Linked DNA regions of Mus musculus: region 2 is linked to region 1. The links are chromatin contacts, called in public Hi-C maps. All regions are on one chromosome and are shown on one strand. The core of a region is the stretch at or near the end of the contact, and the rest is flanking DNA. Distances in the headings are between cores, read along the strand shown.

The links. A called contact is a pair of places that touch in the nucleus more often than the background predicts.
Region 2: a Hi-C map of B cells shows a contact between it and region 1, with 6 read pairs. The contact joins the promoter of Brix1 here to the promoter of Rictor in region 1. A contact is called at or near these places in 2 of 484 Hi-C or Micro-C datasets (B cells and muscle stem cells).

The regions. Positions count from the first base shown.
Region 1 is chr15:6,706,949-6,709,904 of GRCm38.p6, forward strand. Rictor (RPTOR independent companion of MTOR, complex 2) reads left to right here and starts at 1,433. Exons shown (of 38, transcript NM_030168.3): 1 at 1,433-1,503; 2 at 1,685-1,732. The coding sequence starts at 1,455.
Region 2 is chr15:10,484,506-10,487,263 of GRCm38.p6, forward strand. Brix1 (BRX1, biogenesis of ribosomes) reads right to left here and starts at 1,432. Exons shown (of 10, transcript NM_026396.3): 1 at 1,230-1,432. The coding sequence starts at 1,388. Rad1 (RAD1 checkpoint DNA exonuclease) reads left to right here and starts at 1,513. Exons shown (of 6, transcript NM_011232.3): 1 at 1,513-1,759; 2 at 1,948-2,211. The coding sequence starts at 2,014.

The sequences.
Region 1 (2,956 bases), core at 183-2,682:
CTTGGATTTTTTTCCTTATATAATGCTTGTAAAAGTATTTTATAATGAACCATTTGAATTTTATATGTATTTCAAGCATTTATGAGTAAAGGAAATCTGTAATTGCTTACTTAATACCACTCTGTTAATATACTGGATCAACAAAGTCATTTTAAATTACATTTGCATAATTTCTACCTTTGGGCTTTCAAGTCTACAATTGCTCACTATTATTAACACGGAGAGTCTTTCTAATATTTTTTTATTTTTCTTTTTGATTTTAGAGAGGTTTTGGTTTGCTTTTTTTTTTTTTTTTTTAGTGAGAACATTATTATTATTTAGAACATTATTAGAACAAAAGGAGCTGAAGGTTTACACTAACAGATACTCGTTTTTGACGTCTGTACTAAAAACTAAGTGGTTAAGGCAAGATCTCCACTTTGGACTTTTAAGTCTGGAAGAGAGAGGTGAGGAATAGGAGGAGACAAAATATCCTCTCATTAAAGTAATCTAGCTTAAGAGAGTTGCTGGGTTAAGGGCCAAATGAGTGCGTACTAACCCGCTTCTAGAAACCCGTAAACTAATCCTTGTGACTAGTCCGCATTAAAAACATCGATCCTCGACATCGGCATCAGCCAGTGATGTAGGAGTAACAGAAAGCCAGGACGAGGCGCCCAGCCTCCTCCCCGGGCTCCGGGAGAGGAAACCCTGTCCCGGGCCTCCAGGCGCTGGCGCGCGCCGGGGAAAGAGTCCCGCGCTCGGGCGAGCGCCCTGCACGCCCGCTTTCTGCACTCCTTGCACGTCGGATGCCCGGCGGACCGAAAGCAAACCTCCGCCCTGCCGCCCAGCTCTCGGCGGCGGCGGCGAGCGGCTTTGCCTGTGATCAAGCGCGAAGCCGCTTAGCTCAATGGTCAGAGCGTGGGTGGAAAACAAACTTTGTTACGTGTTCACTCGGGGCGCCGCGGTTCTGGGAAAAGGATCAAAGCGACATTCCTAACTGTGCGCCGCGCGCCTTTTTCCCGGACCCCACCCTCTCTTTTAATAATAATAATAAAAATAATGGTAACAATTTTAGCCGATGAGTAAGGAAACGGGCTTTAAAGCCACGCGGGGAGTGCGGCGGGGCGGGCCAGCAGGTGGCCCGCCCGCATCCCGACCTCCGCCGCGCGCGCGCCCAGAGTCCCGGGCCACATCAATGGGCGCCCCCCCCCCCCGTGGGAACTGCGCCTCCCACCACGCCTGCGCCCCGACGCCCTGCCCGTGTCCCCCCGCCGGGGGTCGCATCCCACCGCCCAATGCGGGTCGGCACAGGCGGCGGCGCGTTGCTCGGCGCCCGCGGGCGAGCCTCCGTGCCGAGGGGCGGGGGCGCTGCCGCGGGAGGGGGGCGGAGGGGGCGGGAACGGCGCGCGGGGAGGGGAAGGGGGTTCTCGCGCGATCGGGCGAGGTTTCCGGTGTTGTGACTGAAACCCGTCAATATGGCGGCGATCGGCCGCGGCCGCTCTCTGAAGAACCTCCGAATACGAGGTAAGCCCGCTCGCCGCCCTCGCTCGCCTCACCCGGTGCGGGTCACGGGTCGCGGCGCTCGGCTTTGCTCCGGGCCTGGGGATGGGGTGGGGTGAGGTTGGACGGGGAAGACGAGCGGGGCGTCGGGCGCCGCCGGCCTGCGATGGATTCTAACTGGGGTTGTGTGTCTTGTCTCGCACAGGGCGGAATGACAGCGGCGAGGAGAACGTCCCGCTCGATCTGACCCGAGGTAACGCGGGCCGCCGCGGCCGCCGGGGAGGCGCGGGCAGCCGGGCGGGCGGGCTGGCAGGCGAGCCGCGCGGGGCAGCGAGGGGCCGAGCCCGCGCCCATCCCCCTGCCCCGCGCCCGGGTGGCCCGGGTTGCCCGGGGGGCTGAGCCCGCTCCGGGGCCTCGGGCGGCTGCGGAGCTCCCCGGCCGGCTCGGTCGCGTGTGTGTCCCCCCTCCGTCCGCTCCCGGGTCCCCCCACCTCCGGATCCCGGGGGCGGCCTTGGACGGGGTGGGTGGGGGAGCAAGGTAGAGGTTGTTATTTAGGTTGCTGGAGGATGTTTGTGGGAAGAGCGACCACATCCTGCCCTCCCCGTTCCCCCCAAGAGCAGATGCTGGACCCTGCCGGCTTCTTGCTCACTGCGGGACTGCTCTTCCCTGCCCGTGGGATCCTCTTGGGTGGGGTGGGGGGGGTCCCCGCAGCTTTTTGAGAACCCGGAGAGCCCGTGATGACTGCTAAGTGTCTGGTTCACGCCGCAGCTCCCTGCTGCTCGCTTCCCGTCTCCCGGGCCCGCTGGGGCTGTAGTTGGCTGGAGACCGCCCGCCCCCTCACTCGGCCGCCGCTTCATTGTGTACCTTGTGGCTGCAGTGGAGGAGAGCTGGGTTTGTTTACACCTTTCCCAGCAGGGCGAGCCCCGCGTGTGTTTTGTTTTTAAGAACCGCACCCGGCGAACGATCGGTATTTTCTTGCTTCGGTCACCGGCCCCCGGGCTGGTGTTTCATCTCCCAGTATCTCGCCGAAGCATCAGTCCGTTCTCTGCCTCCTTAAACAGGAGTTGGGTCTACAGATTCCGGACGGTCCGACTCCACAGCGCTGGAGTGGAGTGTAACTTAACTAGTTCTGCTGTTACGGAATCACTTTTTGAGATCCGTGAAACACCTTAGGACGTTAAAACAAGACAAGAACAGTCGTAAACATTGTATATACGACATGAATTTGGTTCCCCCACCCACCCTGTATGTAGTGACCGTCGTATAAAGTTATTTGGTGGATGTGGGATTTGGGGGACCCATCTCTGTATTGACTGCGTAATTCAGTTCTGTTTCGGTTTTTGTATTGTAAGAATCCTTCTGTGTAGACTGAAAGACTAGTTTTGATTTAGTTTCATGAACACGTGTTTGTTGTTTAGCATTTGGTTCTGATAGTTTAGGAAGCTGTTTTGAGTAAAGGAGCCCTTTCAAAGGGGAA
Region 2 (2,758 bases), core at 182-2,681, 3.8 Mb after region 1:
AAAATGTCAAATACCCTCTATACTACATGTTCACTGTTTACACCTCCACTGCCCAACACTGACCCTGCACATTCTCAGCTAACCAGCTGAGTTTAGAATTTCTAAACCCCCATTTAATGCCGTTGATGAATTTTTTCCACCACCCCCCCCCCCTGTCTTTCTAAATACATAAATTTAAGCCTTTCTTTGAAATTCAGCTAAAAGTTACTATTAGGGTGTTTCCTTACCACCCTAATAGTAGTAATTGTCTCATTAATTCCAATTCATATATCATAGTGTGATTCAGATTAGTTCCCTTCATGTTTCATGTCCAGCTCCTAAGAGGGAGCGCACTAACTTTTATTGAAAACCAGCTAATTTTCCTCAAAAGTCACTTTTATCCTTTCAGACAAAGGTACAAGATTTAACTGTTAATTAAAAGTGGGGTACAATGTCCACATTGCCTCACTCAGTACTTGAGTACTACACTAAGCACAAAGGACTAACAAGTCTGAGGCAAGATTTCCTCCATACAGATACCTTCCTTAAGGAGTTTCCAGGTGACTGAAAGTAACTCCAACAAGAACCTGCTGGCCTTTAGAAGAGACACACAGTTTTCTATGAAGCCTTCTTTCCTTCTAAACTCCAATATTTCTGGAGGAACTCTTGTTCATTATTTCCTAGATGCTAAGGCCAGGGAAGCTCATCTTGGTATAAGTGTGTCGCACTGTTTGACACAGTAAAACTAGTGGTCTAGGACCCTTGAGTTAAAAGATCTAACCAAACAAGTCAGAGTCACAGACTCACAGGACTGTAGCTTTAAAGGCTTGGCAAATAAATAAATAAATACATACATACATACATACATACTTCGGTAATCCTATGTGATACGGACCAAAACAGAAGGAATTTATAGTTACACCAAAAAGACTCTGAGAAAAAAAAAAAAAAAAGACAAAGGAAAACCATTACTCTGGGGAGGCGGGGTGGGGGTCAGTAACTGGAAGACAAGGATCCTGGAACTAAACACCCATTAAATCAACTCCCTGTTAACTGGCTTAGGGTCTACGAACTGCTGTCTCCAGGAAGAAGGCCATCTACACGAAAATTAGACATAAACACTGTCCAGTCCCTCCAGGGAACCCTAAGCATAAGATCCTGTCAAGTTTTGACTGGAGTCACTTCGCTGCTTCGGTGGCCCAAAGGTGGGTCAGAGCGCCGACTCCAACTTCGGGAGTCGGGCCTCTTACCTTGCAAACCGGACCTGGAATACGATCTCTATTTTCCTCCTCCGCCTCTTTGGCCACATCGGCCTGCTTAGCTGGCTGCCCGGCATCTTTCGAGCTCCTTTTTGGCTTCTTCGCTTGAACCTCCAAGCCTCCACGCCGCTTTCTCTTGGTCGCCGCCATCTCGCCTCGCCGCGTCGGTCGCTGCCTGCACTTCCGGTTCTGCCGCTCGCTCTGCCTTCCGATCTCTATGGTAGCCCACGTTAGGCTGTGAGTTAAGTCATCCGGCTCCAAGGCGCTCGCTTCCGGTCTCGAGGTAGACTCTCTAGGCACACGGCGGCTCGGTGGTGACGGTGGCCTAGGTGGTTGCGTATCTGAACGGTGGCGGGAGCTGTTTGCCTGGCTTGCTAGCTTTTTGGACGCTCAGGGTGTTCTTGGGGCTGGGGTGGCAGGGGCTTTGAGGGGTCGGACGTCACCCACAGCCTGGCGCCAGGGGCTCCCTTAGTGGCCGCTGTGCGGCGAGCGGGCCGAAGTCGCGTTCTCCTGCAAGCCAGGTTGGTGGCGCTCAGAGGTGCTAAGCAAGCCCGGTTACCCGCGCCTTTTAGAGCTACCCTGTGAACTGCATTCAGTGTAGAATACCGTAGTTTTGAGACATGAAAATAGAATGATCTCGATTTCGGCTCGGGTTGAGGTCGCCAGTCCTGTCCGCACTGATAGCGAGGTTTGTTGTTCCGTGTCTCAGGTTTTCACACATCTTCCGGAAGAGGAGCATCCTTCTTCTCGGAGCCGACGGTACCGTGGACCATCCATGCCTCTCCTAACCCAGTACAATGAAGAGGAGTACGAACAGTACTGCTTAGTGGCCAGCCTTGACAACGTTAGGAATCTCTCCACTGTCTTGAAAGCCATTCATTTCAGAGAACACGCCACGTGTTTTGCTACCAAAAACGGAATCAAGGTTACAGTGGAGAATGCAAAGTGTGTGCAAGCAAATGCCTTTATTCAGGTATGGGGGAGTGAAGACATTTTTAAAGCATTCCCTAATGAATGAATTTGGAAGGACTTAATTCAACAAAACTCAAGTTAGTGAACAAAATGTCGTTACTTTTTTTTCTTTCCTGCCAACAAATACTTTCCCCATCTTGTCTCACACAGATAACGATTACTAGTGATAGTTTATTAATGACTCTTCTCACCATTTTCCTCTTTTAATCTTTACACATATAGACACTTTCTCGTTTGACATAGTGGCACCAGATTTAATTTTCAGTAGTCTTACAACTGATTGAATTAGGGCGAGAACCCTATTTACTCTTTACAGTATTATTGTCATGCACGTTTTAGTTTTTCCTCTTATTGGCTGTAATTTTTCCTCGGAGCATTTTCCCCCGGAGATAGAGTCTAACATGTAACCCTGGTTACCTGGAACTTGGTTTATAGACCAGACTGGCTTCAAGTTCTTGGAGATCCGCCTGCTTCTGCCTTGCCTCTGCCTCCCAAGTGCTGGGATTAAAGGCATGTACCACCACTGCCTGACACTGAATTATCCTATC